Regions from separate parts of the Mus musculus genome. Here all the other regions are linked to region 1. Evidence: chromatin contacts called from public HiChIP or PLAC-seq data. All regions are on one chromosome and are shown on one strand. Each heading gives the region's core, a stretch centred on a gene start, on an enhancer-like site or on the middle of the called end of the contact. The rest is flanking DNA. Distances are from core to core; before and after follow the strand shown.

Evidence for each region. HiChIP or PLAC-seq counts read pairs in DNA pulled down with a chosen protein or histone mark.
Region 2: a BATF HiChIP or PLAC-seq map of CD8 T cells shows a contact between it and region 1, with 5 read pairs. The contact joins two enhancer-like sites. A contact is called at or near these places in 1 of 15 datasets of contacts at CTCF or cohesin (large pre-B cells), 5 of 484 Hi-C or Micro-C datasets (CD8 T cells, Th1 cells, bone marrow-derived macrophages and 2 more) and 3 of 115 datasets of contacts at active chromatin or transcription factors (CD8 T cells, bone marrow-derived macrophages and cardiomyocytes).
Region 3: a CTCF HiChIP or PLAC-seq map of CD8 T cells shows a contact between it and region 1, with 7 read pairs. The contact joins two enhancer-like sites. A contact is called at or near these places in 2 of 15 datasets of contacts at CTCF or cohesin (CD8 T cells and large pre-B cells), 4 of 484 Hi-C or Micro-C datasets (the C10 cell line, bone marrow-derived macrophages, embryonic stem cells and 1 more), 3 of 115 datasets of contacts at active chromatin or transcription factors (CD8 T cells, bone marrow-derived macrophages and fibro-adipogenic progenitors) and 1 of 9 other capture datasets (embryonic stem cells).

What each region holds. Positions count from the first base shown.
Region 1 is chr9:116,082,631-116,086,374 of GRCm38.p6, reverse strand. No RefSeq gene overlaps it. Among named protein-coding and RNA genes, the nearest start is that of Gm31014, 30 kb to the right of the region's middle. Within about 2 kb of position 2,049, at least 88 of the 459 cell types and tissues checked have an H3K27ac peak or open chromatin away from gene starts, as enhancers often do. A contact at or near this core is called in CD8 T cells, where this site is marked.
Region 2 is chr9:116,292,466-116,296,209 of GRCm38.p6, reverse strand. No RefSeq gene overlaps it. Among named protein-coding and RNA genes, the nearest start is that of D730003K21Rik, 33 kb to the left of the region's middle. Within about 2 kb of position 1,954, at least 48 of the 459 cell types and tissues checked have an H3K27ac peak or open chromatin away from gene starts, as enhancers often do. A contact at or near this core is called in CD8 T cells, where this site is marked.
Region 3 is chr9:116,262,222-116,265,965 of GRCm38.p6, reverse strand. No RefSeq gene overlaps it. Among named protein-coding and RNA genes, the nearest start is that of D730003K21Rik, 63 kb to the left of the region's middle. Within about 2 kb of position 1,940, at least 18 of the 459 cell types and tissues checked have an H3K27ac peak or open chromatin away from gene starts, as enhancers often do. A contact at or near this core is called in CD8 T cells, where this site is marked.

The sequences.
Region 1 (3,744 bases), core at 800-3,299:
CATCTGTGTGCGTTTTCTTGCCTCTGACTAGCATGCCAGTGATTGCCCTGGGTACCCTTTGACAGCCCCATACATAGCTTTGCATTGGTGTGTTGAGCCTGCATCTTGGCTGGTAGTAAGTTGCTGCTTTGCATAAAGGCGGATTTATAGGAAAATCCCAGATGGCATTAAGAACACAGAAGGATGTGGAAGAGTGAGTGGTATATAGATAGACCAGGGAAGGCTCTGTCTGTGTGAGCGTTGGCAGTATAAACAGAGCACACACTCGATGAGCATTCACCCATCAGGCCAGGGAGGGCAGGAAGGCACGCACTCCCAGGGGGAAGGACTGGATTGTCAGAACACAGGCTCCTGAGATACAGTCTGGGGCAAAGCCAAGTTATCCAGGACCTAAAATTTTGTGCAACCAAAGTGCCTGCTTTTCTGTATTTCTTCTTGTCTCCTGATGAAAACTGGCCAGCGCGATGGGACTACATCGGGAGGCGACATACATGAGGAAATGCCCGGTAGTCCATGTACATGTCTTTCTATCTCTGTGCCCATAGCCATCCCGTTTTGCTCTAGGAGAGCCAGAATGTTCTTTTTTCTCCACTTAATTTACCCAGCACTCCCCTGACAAGGTCTGAAGAAATGCTTGCTGTGAGAACAATGGGAAGAGGCACTCTTCTTCCGGGTGAGGGTAGCATTTCTTCACTTGTGAGATGTGTGCGTGTGCCTGAGATGGTTTCACAATTTGCCAGCCATCTAGAACATTTTTGTTTGTTTGTTTGTTTGTTTTAGCAGATATGCGCTTATCTCAAAAGATATTAGAAAGAGAGTAGAACTTGAAGCCTGGACTTTCACAAGTGTTGTTTCTTGAATGGCTGATGAGTAAAACACTGATTTTTGTAAGTCATTGGGAGATGAACACACTTATTTATAACGATCACAGGAGATGAGTTCACCGGGCTGCCAATTCTTGTCTAAAAATAGACACAGCCGCTGGGCGGTGGTGGCACACGCCTTTAATCCCAGCACTTGGGAGGCAGAGGCAGGCAGATTTCTGAGTTCCAGGCTAGCCTGGTCTACAGAGTGAGTTCCAGGACAGCCAGGGCTACACAGAGAAATCCTGTCTCGAAAACCAAAAAAAAAAAAAAAAAAAAAAAAAAAGACAGCTTATTAAACGCAGGAATGGAAGTGGCCTAACAAGCCCTGAGAAAAGAGCTCCAAAAAAAAATCTGACCACTTGGTGCACAGCCCTTTAGAGGGGTTTCATAGTCCTTACCTCTCCTGCTTGTATTTCCGGGGCTCCTCGCCATCCCCCATCCTACTCCCTGCACATGTGTGCATGGGCATGCTCTGTTCTGTGGATGATACTCAGGTAAGGATGGGCTGCCAGTTTTCCTTTGCAAGCTGGCTGGTACGTGCGTGCGTGCGTGCGTGCGCGCACGCGCTAGGGAAGCAACACAAAGCCCTGGAGAGCTCAATGGTCTGACTCAATGGTTATGCTACATTTCTGGTTGCTCGCTCTGACAAGCGGGAGGGGGGGGGGGCAGAGAAGTTTCTTTGCGTTTACAGTTGAAGGTGACGCAATCCATTGTGGTTCAGAAGACTTGGCAGCACGAACCGGAGGCCGCTGGTCACACAGTGTCTATGAGAGCTAAGTTATGTTTTAAGATTTAATTACTGTGCATACGAGATCCACAAAACAGAATATGTCTCCAACCTTGCCCAAGGACAGATACTTCCTGAAATATAGCAGGCAGCTATTGTTTTGCTCCTCTAAACAACTTTTTTGCCCAGGTACACAGGTTGTGGTCGATGACATGTAGGTGGGAGGTATGTGGGTAGGAAATACGTCAGGAAGTACATTTGACTCTCATTGGATGTAGGCAGGCGGTACACAGCCAGGAATTACATCAGGACATATGTTCGCCAATGATTGGACCTGGTGGGGTACATAACAGCCTTACAGATTTGCCTTTATTAACTACTGTAGAATGTGACCTGTCCCCATTTTCTGGGAACCCCAGAGTGGAATTAGCCAGAGTTCATCACCCTGGCCAATGTTTAATTAAAGCTTGCTTCAGATTTGGCTCAAAATTGTATTACTGGACTTATTATCATCTGGTAGGATTAACACTGTCCACAATCAGGAAGCAAACTTCAGAGGCGGAACCTTGGTACAGAACCGGAAGTGAACCCTCGATGGCCCACTTCCTCCTTGAGGTTCCACTCACTTCAATTCCCACGGGTTTCCAAATTAGCTCCACCAGCCTGGGCTCAAGTGCAAGCCGTTGGGGCCATTCACACTCAAACCAGACCACTAGCTCAAACTCCAGAGTAGAGAAGATGCCCTTAGCACTGGAGAGCTGGAGAGAGCAGCTGACCAGAGCACAAAAAGCAAAAGTCTTATTGTACAAGACCAAATGTACAAGGTCTATGGGCTCAGTCCCAAGAGCCTTGGCCAAAACAGAAGCCAAGGTCTTCTGACCCACCTCTAGGCTCTGTTCCACCCCGGTCATTTGAGTTCTGGCTACTGTAAGGTCAGGAGTATTAGCAGTGGGCTTTCCGAGGGCCCTCGGGAAGGACCCTGTGCCTCCTGCAACTCACTGACTTTTAGATGCAAGGCCTGTTCTGCTCCAAGGACTTCCTGTTTTGGGGTGACCTTTTATTTTTTTGTCTTAAATTCAGTGTGCAAATGACATGCTAATGGCCCTGTCTTGAAGGCACTTGCTTCCCTAGGTGACAGACAGGGAACTTTTCATCTAAACCAGCCTGTCTATCCCTTTTTCAGGAAAGCTACCCCGGTTGGCATCTGCACATCTCCTTCATTTTCCCCTGAAGTAACTGCCTAATCACTGCTTATCACGCTTCTAATTAGTTTCCTTTTTTTTTTTTTCACTTGAATAATTATGGCTTCATACTTTATGGGTTGGGGGCCATGCCTTTCAGGCCTGCTTTGCAAAGACTGCTGATCAAGACAAGATTGGGAACTTGCACACATTTCAAGGCCTGCCAATCAGTTGCGCATGGCATAATCTATTCTGGTATATCTCCTGATACTCGCGGCACTTAAAAATAGCTTGTTAATCATCTTCCTACTCTAATTAAGCAGGCATCTCGCTTTTATTTTATTATATTTTTTTGAGAATTTCTCACATGATCACTCTTTACATCATTTCCACCCCTCGCTCTCTCCCACCCTGATCTTCCTTCCTCTCTCCCCTCCCAGTCCTATGTTTTCCAAAGGATCATTTCAACATAGTCCAAATGCTGAAGAGATGTGTCTGCTGTGGCATATTCTGGTCTTCCACAGTGATTTTTTTTTTTAGGGCGACATTCTGGTCACCGAAACCATTCAGGCTACATAGAAGGACAGGATGACTTTGCGGTGGGGCTGTTAAACAGAAACCCAGAGAAGTCCTTTGAAATTCCATAGGGTGTACTTCCAAATGTCCTCCTGCACTCTGTGAGGGCTCTCAGTCCAAAGACAGAAAGAACTCTCAGCTGTGCTCACATTATCATAAGGCCAAAGTTCTGTTGTTGAAAGAAAAAAAAAGGGGGGGGGTGATGGGGCTGGAGATGATATCTCAGAAATTAAGAGTGCTTGCAGCTCCTTCAGAGGATCAGAGCTTGCTTCCCAGCACCCATGTTTGGCACTTAAAACTTCCTGTGACTCCAGTGACAGGGGATCTAGGCTCTTTTTGGGCCCCTGTAGGCACATAGGCTCCTGTGCCCAAGACTTCAAACAGATGCATGCAC
Region 2 (3,744 bases), core at 705-3,204, 210 kb before region 1:
CATTTCTTGCACCTGCAATAGTGACCTTCCTGACATCTGGCCTGCAACTCTTTCCTCTGTGTCGTTGGTTCGCTCCATGTCGTGAATGTGACAGAGTTGTGGCTGTTTGTTGTTACATTCTGAGCTTTAGATATTACAGCCAGAACAAGACTAGAGAAGCTTTCCCCAGTCTCTTCTGTGATCTGAGATCTTATGTTGAAGTCTTCAGTCAATTTTAAGTTGATGCCTTTGTGAGTTCAGTGTCATGCCAAACATGTGGCTGTATGGTCCCTGCCATCGTTATTGTGAATTGCATTCTTTGGTGGGTAAGTTCTTCATTTTCACAAGCACGAGTTCACTGGCCTCTTCCTTCCTTGGCAGGGCTGTTTTAGCCTGTTCTTCATTTCTATTCTTGCATTCTTCATTGTTTTATTATTTTCACACCTACCTGAATATCAGTTATATTTTCATAGGGACTTATACCCTGTGATTATAACCAACACATCCATTAACTATATATTTAATATGACTTATTATACTATATGTTTCTAAGATCTATAAGGGCAATGCTTCAATTTAACCTTAACAGAGGTGCTGTTAATATTTCAGGTAAGAAAACCTTTTGTTGATATTTTCTATTAATTCTTTTTTTTTAATCTAGAGAGGTAATTTTTTACTGAAATAGGTTAAAATGTTCTTCAAACTGTGAATATTTTGACTTTATCAAACATCTGCATTTATGAAGATAATTACAATTTCTTCTTGATTTTTAAAAATACTTTTTTGTTTTTGTTTTTTTCGAGACAGGGTTTCTCTGTATAGCCCTGGCTGTCCTGGAACTCACTTTGTAGACCAGGTTGGCCTCAAACTCAGAAATCCGCCTGCCTCTGCCTCCCGAGTACTGTGATTAAAGGTGTGCGCCACCACACCCGGCCTTGTTGATTAGTGTTCTTAACGATGAACCACCTGACGTTTCTGAAATCTCGCCCACTTGCATGTGGTGCTTTCAGATCATTGTTGGGTGTTATTGGAAAAGGGATTGTCAAAGGCTTTTCTATCAATGAGCATGAAAGAGTTTGACCTGCAGTGTCAGTCTCAAAATATGTCAATCTTTCTTCAGCGCCAATGTTAGGAACTCAGCCAAGTAAGACCCAGCCGGAGTGACTGCACTGTCTTTAGAGATTGCATCCTTTCCTGGAGAGGAAGAGGTTAGGAGCAGGCCACCTTAATGCACTCTGGAACGGGCAGGATTCAAGTTTCTGTTCTGTTGAGGCCTGCCCTGTTTCGGATTTTTGCCCTCCTCCTGAGACACAGCTATCTAGCCTCTGAACTGCATATTTGCAGAGCACCCTCCTTTGAAATGCCCTGATATTAAAATTCTACCTCATCAGCATCCCAGCCTGCTAAAAAGCTCTGCCTAACACCTTAGACTTGAGCCCTCCTCCCTGCCTCCTTAGATGCCTCCGCTGTGTGCACAGTCTACAATTCTGCAGTGAAACCAGAAGCTGCACAGCAGTCAACAGTGGTGCTTCTCCTTCCTATGGGACCTTAGAGCCATCGCATGTTCTGGCTTACAAACAATCTTTGTCTCCATCGTGTGTCACCTCAGGCTAGGAAGAGTGAGAAAAGCTTCGGCTGTCGTCTTTCTGCTTGTTTCCTTTGTCCCCCACACCACCTATCAAGTGAGAGAGAAGGAGAGAGAGAGAGAGAGACCAGAAGGAAGTTACATTCCAGGAGACTTGGTGATGTCAGCTTTTCCATGAGTCTCAGGTCGTTATCATGGGCAACCCTATCATTTCTCTACCCCTCCTGATACAACTGGATCTTGCTCAGTTCTATCCATCTGTATAGGAACTGGGTTATAGAGATTGCTCAGAAGGTAAGGTTATTGCCACTCAAGCATTGAGGACCCACTCAGATCTGGAGCAGCCACATAAAAGGCCTGGCACACAAGTGCTGGTGTGTGATCTCAGCACTGGGGAAGCAGAGAGAGGAGACTTCCGGGGGAATGGGGCCCAGCCAGCCTAGCTGAACCAGCAGCAGGCCTGAGGTCCCATTGAGAGATCCGGTCTCAAAACATTAAATGGGGCAGATGGAAGGATGTCTCATGGCTTAAAGTACTTACTGCTCTTACAGAGCACCTGGGTTTAGTTTTTAGCACCCACCCAAGATGGCTCACAGCCATCCATAACTTCGGTTCTAGAGGATCCGAAACCTTCTTCTGGCCTTCGAGGGTACCAGAAACTCATGTGCTGTACAGACACATAAGCTGGCTAAACATAAACATTAAAAAAAAGAAAAGGTAGAGAATGATTAAGGAAGGCATAGAGGCCTCTGACTCACACACACACACACACACACACACAGAGGAGAGTGGGTTTCAGGGAGAGCAAACACATCACTAGAAAAGCCTTCAGTTTGGATCCCTCTGCAAGTGCGTCTCAGTGTATCAAGTTGAGGTTCAAACCCAGGGCTCCTTCTAAACTGGCCTGCCTTTCTCCACCATGATACCTCCTGGATGGCACCTAAAATGTATCCCCAAAGCTTACATCCTATCCTTCAAAGCTTCCTGGGGTAGGACTATTTTTCACCAGACTAGAGCATGAATATATTCTTGAAGCTGAGCACAGATACTCTACAAATAGGCCAGAACGCTTAGTCAGACCAGTTGGCCAGCAGGGAGCCATCATCCTGCAATCCTTCAATTTTTCACCCTTAAAAAAGTCATTCCAGGATAAATGGATGGCAACTTCGGCCAGCAGACAGGAGCTAGGAAGATTCAGGCATGGGTGATCCTTCGAAGACTGGAAAAACATTCGCAGGCATTCCAGGAAGCCTTAGGAGTGAAAGCAGAGGTGATATTCATCTAAAAGGAAGGCAAGTGGCTCAGTTGGCCCCCGCCCAGCCCCCCTTCCCTCCAAGCAGCTCCCTGGTGGAACTTTTCCTTCCTGCTGGTGCTAACTGCTCTTCAAGAAAGTTCTTGTTTCTCAAGAGGCCCCTGGCTGGGTGAGGTGCCTTCAATTTAAGAACAAAAGCTAGCTAGCTTGCTCTCTCTCTCTCTCTCTCTCTCTCTCTCTCTCTCTCTCGCTCTCCCTCTCACTCTTTCGCTCTCCTGTCTGATCTTCATTCTCATTTTCTCCGCCACTCTTCTCACTCTCTCTCTCCTATCTTATTTTTTGTCTCCTCCTTTCCCACCCCTCCCTGATTCCGTCTAACAAGCGCAGCCACAGGCCGGAGGATGGAGTAGCATTCCTAGGTAGTGTCCGCATAGAGCACACACCCATAAGAGACTCACGCTCTGGATTTCTTCCCTTACAAACACCACCAGTTCTGCCACTGTGGTGCATTTGAGAGTCTCTCCACAGACCTCCATCCAACGACTTTTGGGATTTGGGTCATGTGACCAGTCTGCTCCAAGGTGTTCATGAGATAGCCAGCTTGAAAACTTCTCCAGAGCCAACTACAGGAACACAGATTTCTGCCTGGCTGCTTGTGCGAAACCATCGTTCGCTGGTGCTTGTTCTACTGGAAATGAAGTCCGTGCCTCCATGAGAGATTTCTAATGCAGGAAGAGGTATTTTTATGCCAAAATGGCAGCCATGGATGTTATACCCTTGCCCCTGAAGAAGGCGAGCCTGTGGTTTCTTACTGACTCCCTGAGCATCCTCACCATGTTATTTCATTCACGCAACTTCACCAATACCATTAGTGGTAACTGCCATAATGAAACTCACTAAGACAAAGACACTTTGGCTTTACACACAC
Region 3 (3,744 bases), core at 691-3,190, 180 kb before region 1:
CCATGTATCTGAAAAAAGAATAAAAGAAAAAAAGGGGGAAACATGTTGTTTTGGGTCCTACTGAAGAAGAGAAAGAAGAACGAAGAAGAGGAGAAGGAGGAGAAAGAGGAGGAGGGAAAAGAGGAGGAGGGAAAAGAGGAAAGAAGAAGAAGAAAAAGAAGAAGGAGGAGGAGAAGAAGAAGAAGGAGAAAGAAGGAGAAGGAGAAGGAAGGTAAGGGAGAAGAAGGAGGAGGAGGAGGAAGAAGAAGATGATGAAGGAGGAGGGAGGAGGAGGAGGAGGAGGAGGCAGTCTTAATTTAACTGCATAGCAGCAATTTTGCAAATCACTGCACAGAGGGAAAGCTTTCCAGGAAGTAAAAATAAACTATCTCATTAAGTGATAAGTATTCCTCCAATCTCTTCATCATGGCTTAAGGTGAACCAGCCTTCCTGAGGCATCAATGTTATAAAATATAATGTGGTAAGGGGGTACCATGGCAGGCCCATGCCAAGGTGTGCCCATAAGTAATTATGCCATGCAAAAGACCTGGTGTGAAAGAGGTTTATTGGGGGAAGGGAAAGGAGTGAGGACATAGGAAGGGGTGGTGGCAGTCGTGTGGACATGTAGACAGGCAGACAGACAGGAGGAGAGCCATGAGGGCAGAGAAAAGGGGGGTGGGGTGGGATTTTTTAAAAACCGAAATACCAAATGTTTGATTTACCAAATGAAGACTCAGAAGCCAGATGCTGTGATGAATGTCTGCTTGTTCAGAGAGACAGAGAAAACACCCTCTCTGCTGCTGACCTTCCTACTCTCCGGATGTTCCAGGAGGAAAAGGCTTTCTCGTTCTTTGTGCTGTCTTAAACACTTTACAGCTCACATACATCAGTGGCGGCATCAGGTTGGCAATGACAGTAACGTGGAGGAATTCCTACCGTAGGCCTCAGACTCTATCCGATGATGCCCTCAGCCTGGGGTTGGTGAAAAGAAACTGGTGGTCAGTCCACACATTCCAAAAGAGAATGCTAGGTCAGAAATAGAGATGGGCAGGGAGTGGCTGTTGAGATAGCTAGAGATAGCCCATGATAAATTGTCATAAAGCTCTGGACTTTCAACTTTTAAACCTCTCCAGGGTCATCGATGTTCCGATCAGTTAATCAGCTCTCTAGAAGATTCTAGAAGGCCATGCTGCCATGCTTTCTAGGAACTTTCTCTCATAGGTGGTTCCCATGAACCCTAATATCTGAAAACACCGCTGCCTTTTACTGGAATCCTCCTTAAGACCTCCCACTCTGCCCCCCCTCTACTCCATGAGCTCCACAGGAAGAATTCAAAGGAGACATGGAGATTAATGCAGAAGATAGGGTGTATCATAGAGTAAGGTGGATTAGCGTGAAGGGATGAGAGCAGCCAGCAGGCAGGGAGAAGCCCACTCAAAGGGAAGAGTGGCCAGGAACCCAAGAGATCATTGAGCAAACCTACATTGTGATAGGTTGGCAATGTATTATCTCTTAAAGTCTCTCAGACAGAAAACTTCCTGAGAGAGATCTTTCCGAACAGGTGATTGACAGGCCCATCTATATCTTTAAGCAGGAATAGTGGTATAGCTGGTTTTTTACCTGGAAGTTTTTATCCTATTAGGAGTCTTATAATCTTTTCTGCACTTTAGCAAATCTCATCTCCACCCAAGGCCAGAGAGAGAACTCAGAGCTTGTTTTCTGACTCAACTTCTATTCCTGGCTTTAGCCACTACTGGTTATCAGAAAGGGCCCCATCCTCTGTACCCCTCAGGCTTCGCAAATCTGAGCAGCTCTCTAGCAGCCCCCGCCTGTGCTGGGCTCCCTGGAGCATAATTTAAAAGTTTATAAGATGTTTCTTACGAGACTCAAAGGAGACACTGAGCTCAACTCAGCTCAAACCACAAAAGTCTCAGAGGCGGACGGCTGTGGGTTTCTCCTGCTCTGGTATCAGGGCTTTATGAGCAATCAGGTAACCTGGGTGGATCTGAGAATGAGATACGTTTCACAGGTCTACACCCTGCAGGCAGTATGTGTGGGCGTTACACTCCCCACCCACCACATACACCCCAGTGCATATGGATGCTACATGCATTTATTCTCCAGAGAAGGTATTAGCCAAAAAGATCCATAAACCACACAAGAAGATACAAAGGTCAGATGGAGCGTGGGGAAGCTCAGCAGAGCAGTATCCTCTGAGCGGGGAAGCCATGTGGTGCTGTCACTGGAGAAGAAAAACATCATTCTACCTTTATATGAGGCACCTGATTGCTGTGTTATCTGGTGTGATGTTGAAGGTTGAGAGACCCCTACAGTAGCAGAGTTACTACAGAGAAAGGAAAAAGAAGAAATCAGGCCATGGTGGTGCTTGCCTGCCATCCCAGAATCAGAGAGGATGAGATATGAGAATTGCTGTGAGTTTGAGGATAGCCTGGGCTATACAGTGATCAGTTCCAGGTTAGCCTGAAACATGTAAGGAAAACTTGGCGCAGGTGGGCAGATCTCTGTGAGTTTGAGGCCATCCTGATCTACAGATCTGCATAGTAAGTTTCAGGGTGGCCAAGGCTATGTAGTGAAACTGTATTAAATAATAATAATGATGATAGTGATAATAATAATAACTATGATGTTGTTATTATTATTATGAAAAAACTAATGATGATGTTTTAAAAGGAGCTAAAAACAAGATAAGGAAAAATTAGAAAGTGGAGTGATTTGTTCAGGGCACAAAATAAACTTTAAAAGTAAATGACCCGTACAGGTGAAACCGACTCTCCTGTAGATGGGTTTGCTTCACTTAACTGTTTTTCTTGTACTTTTTTCCTTCTGTCTGAGATGGAGACTGCTCTGTAGCCCAAGATAACCCAGAGCTGGGTGGTGGCTTCCCTTTCCATTTTCTTTCCCTTTTCCTTCCTGCTCTCTGCTTTCTTTCTCTGTCTCCCTCTCTCTGTCTCTCCCTCTTTCCTTCCCTCCCTTCCTGTATCCCCCCCTTTCTTCCCTCTCTCTCTCTCTCCCTCCCCAGCATCTCACATAGCCCACAGTGGCCTGGACTTATGGACAGACGACTCTTGCATCCTGATTCTCTTGCCTCTTCCTCCCAAGGCTGAGCTTACAGGACCACGCCACCACATTCTGCTTTAAACTCAGGAGGTTTGCCTGCTACTGCTGCTGCTGCTGTTGCTGTTGCTGCTGCTCCTGTCCAGTCATCTGCCCACATTTTTCTATTACTTTGGCACAAGTGAACTGGCTCCAGTTTGGGCTTAGCACAGGTTAGATTTCTAGCCTCAACGCTTAAATTTGGATAAACTTGGCTACCTTTCCTGAGCCGTAGTTTCTCATCTGTGAAATGGGGGTGTGGGGAGAGACTAGCTGGAAGTAGACAGTGGGTGACATGGGAGGCTAGGAGAGATCGTCTAACAGGGAGCTGTGACAGTAGAGGGGTCAGTGAGTGGAGGATGTGGGATGGTATAAGACATGGTACAGTGCATGATGTGAGGTAGTAGGGGGCTGGGGTAGCAGAGAGGGTGGGAGAGGAGGGGAGATGGGAGAGGAGGGCAGAAGAAGGAGGGATGTCTGCATTTTATTGTTCCTCATAGACCTGATATGCTAGTTAAGGATTACACCATATAGTTTGTGAAGACTGAGAGATACTCCAGAGAATCCCCAAAGAACTAATGCAGAGAAAGACAAGCATGGCTCTGTCACCGTACCTCAGAGTATCTGGCTCTGTCACCGTACCTCAGCGTA